Linked DNA regions of Mus musculus: region 1 is linked to region 2. Evidence: chromatin contacts called from public promoter capture Hi-C data. All regions are on one chromosome and are shown on one strand. The core of a region is the stretch at or near the end of the contact, and the rest is flanking DNA. Distances in the headings are between cores, read along the strand shown. Region 1 holds the start of Stat5a (signal transducer and activator of transcription 5A). Region 2 holds the start of Vat1 (vesicle amine transport 1).

Region 1 (5,956 bases), core at 1,770-4,269, 610 kb after region 2:
TCCCCTCCATATATAGGGGAGGTTCCTTTTTTTATTTCAAAGCCCTTTTATCCAGCTCTTGCTCCACGGCGAGTCTGATTCTCTTCAGCAGCTGTCATGATTTTAAATGAGCCCCAAGGGGACTGTCTGCTTGCCTTATTCCCTCGTTTCTAGACTGCCAGGGTTCCCTTGTCCTGGGGAGGTGTCCACCTGACTCAAGAGGGCTCTCTACTGTTAGATCTATCCACAGTGCTGCTACACCGCCCCGCCTTGCTGGAAACACCCCTCTCCTCCCTCCCCACCCCTTCCCACCTCTTGCTTTGTAATATGTTAAAAGATCTAACAGGTCTGACTTAGAAAGAGGGGGTGGGGGAAGTTGAAGAAAAGTTGCCAGTAAGCTTTTGGTCACATGGTGACTCAGTGGCCAGGCCAGTAAAAATCCCAGGGGTTCTGATGCTGGGAGAGAGCTTAAGGGGGCCCCTTCCTGCAGAAGGCAAAAGCATTCACACCCACCTGGAGCTGTGTGGCATAGTGCCCCAGCTTGATCTTCAGCAAAAACCCATCTTCCCCCACCTGGTGCTCCGCCTTCTTCTGCAGCTCCTGCACCAGGCCCTCCAGGAGTTGGGTGGCCTGACCTCGGTCCTGGGGATTATCCAAGTCAATAGCATCCCTTGGAACATAAAAAGAGGGGAGATAAAGCATCAAGAGTGATTCAGGGCATCCCAGTCCCACAAGACTTGCTCACCACAGCTGTATAAGCATCAAAGTCTAGATGAGTCTCCCCTCTGATAGCTCCAGTTTCCCTCTTCCCCTTTCCCAGAGACACCACCCCTTCCGCACAAGGACAGATAGAACCAGAGTCATACCAAACCACAAGAGGAGACCCTTGGCCTGGAGGTGAAGACTCAGGGTATGGGGCACCTACCACGGCTGGCTCTCGATCCACTGGGCCAGGTAGTGCCGGACCTCGATGGGGAAATGCTGCCCATACAACACTTGCATCTGGCGCAGGGCATCTCCCTGAAGCTGCTGGGCCTGAATCCAGCCCGCCATGGCTGTTTACCTGGGGGAGAAGATAAGTCATTTGTTCCACAGAAGTCTCTAGCCTGCCAATGCCCTGCAGTGCCACGAAAGGACCTAAGGACTGAGGTGAGGCCAGGCTCCTCTCTCACCCCAGGCACGCTTTCCTGTGTGGGAAGAGAGATGGCCACCCTTCCCTTCCAACAAGGAACCCTCGAGGCTGCCCTTCTCTCTTCCTGTCCCTTCACTCCATGTCCCTTCGCTCGATGGAGCTATCCCCAGACTAAATAAAAAAAGGGGGGTCTACAAACCGAAAGAGAAACTTAAGACACAGAGGCCCACAGTCCCTAACTAGACAAACACAAAAATTCTTGCCACCCAGCCTAAGACCCACACTCAATTTCTTGGAAGGGAGACTGTTCCAACCTAAAAGTTAGGCCAATGCTGGGACAGCCACTGGAGGTGCAGGTCTCCCCAGGCACGTGTCTGGGGCTGTCAGGGAGAGAAGACTAAGGGTCCACGCTGTCTTCGGGGAAGCCCTGGGCTGCACTCCAGAATCTACCCGCTCCGAGTGGAGTGTGATAATGTCAGTGTCCACTGCGTGAGTCCACCCCTGGCTGCCGCCTGCACGGATCCCTTGTCCCTGCTCCCTCTGAAGCTCCCATTCGAAGGCGGGACAGATGTCTGTCCCGTGTCAGGCCGTGGGGACTCCAGGGTGCTAGATCCCAGGGACGTGGCTGCAGCCTAGATCCTCTGTCCACGCGCCGCGGGCGGAGTCACGGCGACCCACCCACCTGGTGCTGCGGAGCGCCTGCGGCTGTCGCTCCAGGCCGGGGCTTCTGACGGCTCCTGACGGCTCTTGACGGCGGCGGCGGTGGAGGCTGTTACTACAGGAAGGAGCAGAGAGCAGCGATTTCCTCCTCAAAGGTCAGCTGCCTCCGATAGACCAAACACAGCGCGCGAGCTCGCCCCAGCACCCCTCCCAGCAGCGGTCGCTCCCTCCTTGCCTCCGCCCTCGATTACCGGCGCCCCGGCGAGTGCGCCAGGGCGCCCCGCTTACAAGACCGACCACTAGGCTGGGCGGCGCTGGGCTGAGGACAGCCCCTACAGCGGGGTGCCCCCTCCCTACACACACACTGGGACTCCCGGTCTGTGCTCCCCTGCGGCTCCGGGGGTGGGTGGGTGGGGAATGAGGGAGGAGCGTCCTGGGACAGCTGAACTGGAGCAGCCAGAGGGTGCCGGGAAGTCCCAAACTCTGAAAATCCCTAACTAGGGCCTCAGTTTTATCATCTGTTAAAAATAAATAAATAAAATAAAAGAGGGGGAGGAAGAAAAGAAAAAAAAATCTACCTAGAGATGGCTCCTACCTCTGGAGTCAACTAGTCTGTCTCTAGATTTACAAAGTTTTGTGTGTGTGTGTGTGTGTGTGTACACGCGCATGTTCAGGTAAGGGTGCATGTGGCTTCTATGCCTGCAGAGTCAAAACTTTAGAAGGACTGGCGATCCCAGAGAAGCCAAGCCTACTTCTAAGGTCTCCCACCTAGCATGACTTCCACCACATGACCTTCCCCCTTAAAGCCGAGCAAGAAAGACCTTGGTAATCATAGGTTTCAACCCCCCACACCCCCTTCTGACCTTTGCAGGTAAGAAACGTCAATCCAGAGAAGAGAAGGGGCCTGCCCAGGACCTCACTGTGGTCACATCACAGTCTCATCATCAGACTGTGACCCACAAACCACTCGGGAGTCCATCCAGTGACCTAGAAGGGTCACACCTGAAGCTGGTCCTACCTTCTAAACAGGCGCAGGAAGGGGTAGCCGGCACTTTCTAACTTCACATCTGCCTGCAGACTTTGCCGGGCAGCAGACCTGCTCCCTGGAGCTTTGCCTGGATCATAGTCCCCATCCCGAAGAGTTCCCCTCAAGGCCCAGGGGTTGGACAAGGCCAGGCTGGAAGTCTGCCATCCCCTTTGCCCAGCTTCCCTCTCCTCTGGGCCTCCTCTCTGCCTGGAAGTTGGCATGGGCAGTACCAAAGGAGGGGCCAGCCTGGCTGCCTACTCGAATACCATCCGGGCCAAGACCCAGTGGCCTGGAGGGATCATTTTAATTGGCTTCCTCTCTTACTAATTTCTTCTTGTATCTTTTCTTTCCATTCCGAGTTCCTGATCCTTCTTTCTGGTCTTTGGACCTCCTCTTTTACTCTTTTTTTTTTTTTTTTCAACTTTAGAGGTGGGGAAAACCTGAACCTTTTCTGCAGAAGTTGAAATGTCTGGGCTGTCCCCGCCCTCTGTGTGTGGTCACAGTGACTTTACTTGGCAGGATCACGAGGAAAGGAATTGAAAACAGGGGGGGGGGGGGTTTGCAAGGAGGATCAGAGGATGGGAGAGACCTTGCTCTTCAGATGCTCTGCCAGGACCAGGTAGGGTAAGGGGCTCAGGAGGAGTAGGCATAAGCCTTTTCCCGTCTTTCCCCTCTACTCTGTACAATGGATTGACCGGGAGCCAGTTAGACCCTCCGCTCCAGATGAACATCAACATGCAAAGCTGCCAGTGGCCTTAAAGGTGACTTTACCAATGGGAACAATAAAAGGCCAGATAGGGGAAGTGACTTGACCAGACTCTTGGAGCCAGTGTGACAGATCCAAGCCCATTGCCTCATGGTAGGTGGACCCCACTTGGCACCTGTGTCCCCCAGTCTTTCACAGTGGACGTGACAGTAGATTCATTAGGTTTCCTAAGTTCTCTGAGCTACATCTGTAGGCAGAGGACCACGCTGGTCATGCCCTCCATCTGGACACCTGAGAGTGGGTGTGGTACAAGAACTGCCCACCCACTTCCAGGCATTGACTTCTCCAGACCCCTCCCCCAGGACCCACAGAAGTCTGGGGCTCCCACATCTGGCTGGGCTGGGCTGGGCTTGCTGGGAAGGTGGTTAGGCCTGCTTACTCAAAAGCTAGCGGGGAGGTGCCACCCAGCAGAAGTGTAGGAGAGTCTGCAGAACCCACTCATGTCCCCAGACCTTACCAGGACCCAAAGGTAGCTGGCTCCCTGCCTTGCTTCTGGCTCTCTCCTCATTGGGCCGTTTTGAGGTTCCTAATCCTTGTATCTTTAAACATCATTTTCTTGTTTCTTATCACTATTGTGTGTGCATATGCTGTGGCCCTCCTGTGGAGGGAACAACAACCATGGAATAATGTCTCTCTGTCAACCGTGCTTGCCAAACTTGCTTGGCAAGCGCCTTTACCCACTGAGACGTTTTGCCAGTTCATCTGGTTGCATCTTCCACTGCTCCATTCTACCTTTTTCTATGCCTCTGCTATCTCGAAGATACTCACTGGGCAGGTGGGGTGTGGGGCAATTTTACAGCTTTCCCAAGATGGGCGCTGAGGAAGGAGGCTGTTGAGTTAGGTTGGTGACAGAGGTGTCTGTGGTTCTGACTCCAGATAATACAGTTACCCGGAAGTGTCACATTTGGGTTTTGGTAGTTGTTGTTGTGGTTGTTGTTTATTTGGGGTTTTTTGGGGGGGGGGTTGTTGTTTGTTTGTTTTTTGCTTTCAGTCCTTTGGTTTGGTCTCTGTTATTTCTCACCACAAAGCATCCTGGTGGTTTTAGGGGATCAAGCTCTAAGGGAGAAAACTGAATTCGGAGGGAAAGGAGTTAAGAAGATCAGAAATACCTGGTACCTGTGTAGACCTGGAAGTAGCAACTGGCTTCTTCCCTCGGACAGTGTTCTCCCCTCTGATAGTGCTTCTTCTCTTCCCTCAAACAGTGCTTCTCCCCTCAGACAGTGCTTCTTCCCTCGGACAGTGCTTCTCCCCTCGGACAGTGCTTCTTCTCTTCCCTCAAACAGTGCTTCTCCCCTCAGACAGTGCTTCTCCCCTCAGACAGTGCTTCTCCCCTTGGACAGTGCTTCATCCCCAATTTTGGGTTGCAATATTCATTGGGGTAAGAGAGGATTCAAAACAAAATCAAACAAGATAGCCCAAAATGTTGGTATGTACTTTGTAATCTTGGCCCTGGGGCTATGAAGACAAGTGGTGTCCCTGAGCCTCACGACCCAGCCATCCTAACTAGTCAACACCCCCAAGTCCCAGTGAGAGATCCTATCTAAACAAGCAGGGTGGACACCTCCTGAGGTTGACACCTGAGGTTGACCTCTGGCCTCCACCTGTGCGTGTGCACACCTGGGTACCCATACACATACACGCACATATACACATGCGCACATGCCCCCAAATCACACAGAAACGCATCTCCCTCCACACCCATCTTGACCTGAATCATGGCACATTTATGCCAACGTTGAATGAAGGCAGGGCTGGGATCATCCCAATGATTCATCCATAAGAGACCTAGCTGAAGCTGCAGGCCTGGCACTGTAGATGCTTGCTGCCACTGACAGCCTGTGGGCAGGGTCTCAGTGACCATTCCGAGTTGTGCCACCTCTAAGCCCAGGGAGTACTTATAGAGTGAAGAGATCTCTACTGGCTGATCTAGCCCAGGCGGGTTCTTGGTATCGATCCCAGCTCCTGCATCCCCACACTTAGCAGAGCCCTGTTGTACAGAGTGAGTCTGTGTGACCATATGTTGTGTGAAGGTGAAGGGTAATACTAAGTGGCCCCTTTGGCCTTGCTCTCGGCCATCAGGAGAGTCTGAAAGGCCTGCAAAGCACGTGGTAGGGAGGACAGATGGAGGTAGAAGTCTCCCTTGGCTTCAGTGTACCTGGGCTAGGCAGGTGAAACAAAATCACCTGTTTCTTCTGCCCTATCTCCTCTTCAAGGAGCGCTTCTGTTGCTTGGGAGCCAGAAAGGTGTTCCCAAGAAAATGAGAGGTTTCCCAGCAAGTGTTTGTGTCCTGTGGCTGGACAGGGAGAGCAGACACCCCTGAGGCTTTTAAACATCCTCCTTCACCTATCTGAGTTCTGCTTGGACTGGCTACAACTGTTTCAGCCCCCAGCCT
Region 2 (6,081 bases), core at 2,989-5,488:
GGAATCGAGGACTCCCTGACCGACTCTAGTGCTTTAACCCGGGACTTTTCTTATGGAAACAATAGCCTGACAGCCAGCCTCAGGGCTTTCTAAAGCCCTCGGAATCTGCAGCCCTGCCACCGCCAAGGAGATAGGGAAGGCAGCTAAACAGACCCCAAGGCCCCAGGACCACTTCCAGCTCAGAGACAGACTTGCAGGTGAAAGGCAAGGAGGCTGGAGCAGAGGGATGACAACTTCAGCCACTACTGTTACTCCCTCCTCTGGGTTCATGCCCTTCACGCCTACTCTCCTTTGTAGTTTCCCCAGACTCCCACCTTCTTGAGGACACTGTCCAGTGTTTCTGGCCGGCTAATGTCAAAGCAGATAAGCACAGCATCAGAATCCGGGTAGGCCAGAGGCCGGACATTGTCATAGTAAGAGGAACCTGGAAGAAAGAAAGAAGGCAAACAGATAAGGCAATCTGAGGGGGCAGCTGGCCTGGAAGCGGGTAAGGGACTCAAGTGACCCTGGTCAAGGGATAAAAAGCAAATACCCGTCACAAAGTGTGTCTCAAGAGTAGGCAGAGGGGCTGGTGAGATGGCTCAGTGGGTAAGAGCACCCGACTGCTCTTCCTTCCGAAGGTCTGAAGTTCAAATCCCAGCAACCACATGGTGGCTCACAGCCATCTGTAATGAAATCTGACTCCCTCTTCTGGAGGGTCTGAGGACAGCTACAGTGTACTTACATGTAATAAATAAATAAATGAATAAATAAAACTTAAAAAAAAAAAAAAAAAAGAGTAGGCAGAGAGGAGCAGAAGCAGTGGGAAATGGCTTATGGGTTCCTCTGATCTCACACTGATAATCTGTAATCTTCTGGAGTTTGGAAGCCCTTTAAGAATCTCAGAAAATCTACCACCATTCTGACAAATTTTGTGCGTGCTTTCTGGGCTTTGATGACACATCTTCTAAAGTCCTCCAGGGAACGGAGTAAAAATAAAAACCCTTCCCATGAGGTTGGAGCAAGGACAGGGAGCCAGTGCTCCTGTTCTCCTGGGACTCTAGTTCAGTCTAGAGGAAGAAAAAAAAAAAAAAAAAAAACTACTTTCCACCACCTTCCCCCACCCCAGTAATTCTAAATAGCTTTCCTAAACCCAGTCCTATTTCCTAAGAAACATGTTCCAAAATAAATCATTTCTTTCCAAGTTCCTTGGGTAAGCAGAACCCAGCTGCAGGGCCGATATTAGACTTCCTACGTGGTTTCTGTCAGGCCTAAGAAACTCTGCCTCAGTTTCCCTGGCTCAAAAGAGAAACTGATGTTCTGCTCTAAAACTGGATGGATGTCTGAGCTGACCTGGAATCTCAGGTTCTGGCCAAGGGAGGGGCTAGAGGAAGGGACCTTGGCCGCCGTCAGGGTGACCCCGAGGGACTTGGCTACCTGAAGTATCCCACATGTTGAGCTCAATGCGGCGCTTGTCGATCTCGAAGCTGGCAGTGTAGTTCTCAAACACCGTGGGGACATAACTCTGCAGACACGGATGGGTCAAAATGAGAGAGAGCTGCTCTCCAGTACTCACTCACCCTGACAACTGCCCTCCTCCCTCGACACCCGGTCCAGCTCAGTCCCTAGACAGAAGTTGGTCTGAGGCTGGGCTAAGGGAAGATCCGGGGAGCTACTGCCTCCACCTCCTAGCTAGACTCTCAGATAACCCCCCTTCCCGGGTCCCTTTAGCCCCTAGTTTTTTCTCTCTCGGATGCCCGGGACCTCAGTCATTCTCCCGGAGCGCCCTTCCGGATCCTCTGATGCTCCTAAGCCCCATCCATTTCACCGCGTTCCTTGATTCCTTCCACTCCAATCCTCTGCAGTCCTTTCAGACCCCCCAACGCCTCCTTCCCTTCCTCTGAGCCTCTTTCTCTCCTCCCTGGTTACCCTGGTACCGGTTTCCAGCGGCCCCCGGGGCCCCTATAACCCACTCCCCGCAGCCTCGGTGCCCCTCTCTCCAGACGCCAATTCCTCACCCCGGGGTAGGCGTCCTTGGCGAACACCTGCAGCAACGCTGTCTTGCCGCACTCCGCGTCCCCCACCACTACGATCTTGCAGCGGCCACTCTGCCCCTCCATGGTCCCGGCTACGCGCCGGCCCCCCACGCCGCCCCCCTCCCGGGCACAGCCGCCGCTTCTGCCGCCTCCTCCCCCGCCGCTGCAGCTGCAGCCTCTCGGGCCGCCGACACCGGCATCTCGCGGGCCCGCGCCGAGCCCCCGCCCGGGGCTGCGGGCCCCCTCCGCCCCGCCCCTAGCCCGCGGGCCGCACCTCTGGCCCCGCCTCCCACCCGCACAGCCGAGGGGCGGGGTTCGGGACGGGGCGGGGCCTGGGAGGAGGGGAGGGGGACCCGAGTTAGACTCTAGCGCGCAGCTGTGACCCCAGGAGCGCCTGAGGGTTTGTGGCCAGCGAGCCCCGTTTATTTGAGTTCCTCGGGCATGGAGGCTGGGCTGACCGAGGGCGAAGTTCTGAAGGGTCAGCTGCGAAGCTCCATACACGGGCGCAAGGCCTGAGCCTTCTGTGTGCCCACGCGTGCACGCAGGTGTGCTAGTGCGGCGGACACGCGCGGCGGCAGCAATCTATTTCCCGAACACAGGGGGGCGTGAGATGTTAGGAAAGGGAGGATTTTTGATTTTTGTCTCCCTCCTCCACTCTCGGGTCCAGACAGAGCTTAGGGAAATGGAAGTACGGACCTTAGCACTCCCACCCTACATTAGTGACATCATAGCTTTCTATCTCCATAACGACGGGTGGCGGGATCTAGGCCTGTGACCAACCTAGAAGCATGGACTAAGTTCCTCTAGCCAAGTACTGAGTGGAAAGTTTTAGGGGAGCTTTTGCGTCCTCTGGTGGATGTTTTGGTAGAAAGAGCAAAGGGAAGGCTAAGGAAGCTAGAATCCTTTGACAGCTAAGCTGGGCCAGAGCTAAGCCCCAAAGCCAATTTCAGCCTCATCTCAGACTAGCAATAAGCAAACCGCCATTTGCATGACATCTTTTGCCTAGAAGAGGATGGAGAAAGGGGCTTGGAGGGCTGTGATCGGGATGTAAAGTGAATGAATGAATGAATGAATGAACAAATAAATACACATACATACATACATGCATACATAAGTGAAAAAAATCCTTCTTTAGCCGGGCATGGTGCTGCACGCCTTCAGTCTTAGCACTCATGAGGCAGAAGCAGGCAGATCTCCCTGAGTTTGAGGCCACTCTAGTCTATATAATGAGTTCCAGGTCAACCAGGTCTAAATAGAGAAATCCTGTCTCAAAACAAACAAAACTCTTCTTTAAGTCGAAGATGTTCATTTTAATGTTATCTCGTTTTGAATAACCGTGTAAAGGTAACTAAAGCACACAATCTCATCGCTGTTTTACAAAAAGTAAACAGACACACAGCATTAACACCCAAAACTGTTAAGTTTAAGTTAGAGATGTAACTCGGGAGTAGAGCTACATTCATGAGGCTCTGGGTTCTATCCTCAATTCCAACAAAAGGAAAAGAGAGTGTGAAAGAAAAGGGAGGTGGTGGCACATGTCATTTTAACCACAGAACTCCGGAGGCAGAGCCAGCCTTGTATTCATGGCACCTTCTAGGCTCCAGGCCAGACCTGGCTACATGGTGAGACCCTGTCTTAGAGGTTCTCATGCTTGTAGTTTGCCACTGCAAGAACATAGTGAGTAAGCCGGGCGTGGTGGAGCACACCTTTTATCCCAGCACTTGGGAGGCAGAGGCAGGCGGATTTCTGAGTTCGAGGCCAGCCTGGTCTACAAAGTGAGTTCCAGGACAGCCAGGGCTACACAGAGAAACCCTGTCTCAAAAAACAAGCAAACAAAAGAACATAGTGAATAAAGTCTGCTTATTAGTAAACGGTAGAGTTCAACCTGAGGCACAATTTCACCGGAGTCTGATCCACAGGTGGCTAGATTATAAATTCAGATTTTAAATTATCCTTCAGACTGTGTCACGACAACTTTTAATTCGTATAAGGCTTTCTACGAATAAATCAAGTCTTAGACTCGGCATGCCCCAGAATCTCCTCATGCTTATCAGTCACACGCACGTACACCACCACCCTCCACCTGCACCGCTAGTCTTTTCGCGCCCTCGCAGCTCGGTCAGCAGAGGGACTAGCCCTTTAAGTCCGCCCGCGAAGCCCCACCCCCCGAGCAAGGCCCCGCCCCACCCACTGGTGTCCGCAGCCTGCGCTCTTCCTGACGCGTGTCCCGCCCTTCCCAGCTGTGCACCGGTTCTGTACAGCTGGGAACGCACGTCGCGAGTCTAGCCATGTCCGCGGAGAGGGAAGCAGCTGAGGCGGCCACTGTGGCAGCGGCGACCGAGGCCGGGGCGGAGACCGGGACCGGAGCCGGGGAGGGTGCGCCTTCGCAGCCCCCGACAGTCGAGGTGGCAAGCGACCCGCAGCCACCCCCGGCCCCCGAAGCGTCAGCATCCGCTTCGGCACCGCCACTGCGCTGCCTGGTACTCACCGGCTTCGGTGGCTACGATAAGGTGAAGCTGCAGAGCCGGCCGGCGGTGCCCCCGGCCCCGGGTCCGGGTCAATTGACGCTGCGCGTGCGAGCCTGTGGGCTCAACTTCGCCGACCTCATGGGCCGCCAAGGGCTGTACGACCGACTACCGCCTCTGCCGGTCACCCCCGGCATGGAGGGCGCGGGCGTGGTAGTGGCAGTGGGCGAAGGCGTCGGCGACCGTAAGGTGAGCGGTAGCAGGGCAGGAGTGGGCGCGTGCCGGGGGTGTGGCCGGGCCGGGAAGCCAGCAAGGACGCGGGTGGACTAAACATGGAACACATGGAAAGCAATTTATGTCTCCAGGCGTCTGGGAAAAGGATTTACTGGGAACTGGCAACAGTGTTATTGCCCCTTCCCAAAGCATTTTTTAGTAGTGGCCGCCGCCCCAAGCGGAGTTGGGGGGAAAACAATAAGGCGCCCAGGCGCATGCGCAGGATGACCTGCTCGCCCCCCTCCCACCCCCTTCCCCAAGTAAAACCACACCTGTACCCCTGCCCACTAAACACTCCCGGGGCAGTTGTGGTTTGTGACTCTGAGTGGTGGCTAACTCCCCCTTCCCTCCCGAGGGAGCTTTGAGAAGCTATGTAGATGGGGTTAGGCGGAGGCTCAGAGGCCGTGCCAGAGCGCTAGTCACATGCAGCCCCGTGGTGTATGGGGGTGTATGACGGCCCCTCCCCGAGCTGGGCCAAAGGGGACACACCCATCATGGAGCCCAGAGAGGCTGGCTTCCCCCACCGCCACGGGCCTTACGCTACTACTCGGGTATTTGACGTGGGGGAGGCGGGAATCAGTCTCCCATCTTTGTCTTGGGCTTGCTTTCTCGTGACTGCAACTCCATCCCTTCTTCAGTGACTCAGCTAGCAGGCCACGACCCAGGGTTACCCTTGGGAACTTCCGGCCCAAACCGCTGCTCCTCCTCCCTTTCAGAGGACCCCAGCCCCCGAAATCCAGGCGGAGCCCATTTGGACTAGGGTAGGGAGGTGTGGCACCTTGAGCAGGTTGGCCCAGCTTTGCCGGTCTGTTTCTCGTTTATCATTAATCACAGCCATAACCTTGGCCACATGAGACTTACAGAAGACCAGCTTTCTGAGAGATCCCGATTGAGGCCTCTTTATATCAAGTGTTTAGGAGTTTCTTTTCAAATCCAGCACCTTCATGAGATGCTGCCCCAGAGCAGTCTGAGCCTTTGCTAACCTGCTGGGTTTGCTGCATTTGTTGAACATCAAAACAGCTCCTCCTTAAAGTCGTTCTTTCTGAATCCAGCTGTGGTCACACCCTTGCCCTGACTTAGATATAATCCTACTCTTGGATGGTGCTAAAAGGACTTTGGAGGGTAGGGGTTGGAAGGGGAAGTTAATAGTTCATGTTACTGCTGAAGGCCACCCACCTATCCACTCCTCCCCACACTTTCCGCCTGGTAAATACAGGATTTCCTGCCTCAGGCAAGAATCTGCTGTAAGAGCCTGGATTCTATGGGGAGGGCTTTCCCACCCTCCTGGTGGCTGAGTTGGGGAGGGGTCATGGCCCTGAGTTGGGAGG

What was found. Capture Hi-C pulls out chosen DNA fragments and counts their contacts.
Region 1: a contact with region 2 is called in a promoter capture Hi-C map of pancreatic islet. The contact joins the promoter of Stat5a here to the promoter of Vat1 in region 2. A contact is called at or near these places in 1 of 39 promoter capture datasets (liver), 3 of 115 datasets of contacts at active chromatin or transcription factors (bone marrow-derived macrophages, embryonic stem cells and pancreatic cancer cells) and 1 of 9 other capture datasets (pancreatic islet).

What each region holds. Positions count from the first base shown.
Region 1 is chr11:100,856,414-100,862,369 of GRCm38.p6, reverse strand. It overlaps Stat5a (signal transducer and activator of transcription 5A), which reads right to left and starts at 3,019. Exons shown (of 20, transcript NM_011488.3): 1 at 2,790-3,019; 2 at 1,794-1,886; 3 at 905-1,042; 4 at 493-649. The coding sequence starts at 1,032. It also overlaps a transcript of Stat5b not described here.
Region 2 is chr11:101,464,356-101,470,436 of GRCm38.p6, reverse strand. Vat1 (vesicle amine transport 1) reads left to right here and starts at 4,238. Exons shown (of 6, transcript NM_012037.2): 1 at 4,238-4,729. The coding sequence starts at 4,304. It overlaps Rnd2 (Rho family GTPase 2), which reads right to left and starts at 2,262. Exons shown (of 5, transcript NM_009708.2): 1 at 1,998-2,262; 2 at 1,417-1,504; 3 at 315-424. The coding sequence starts at 2,099.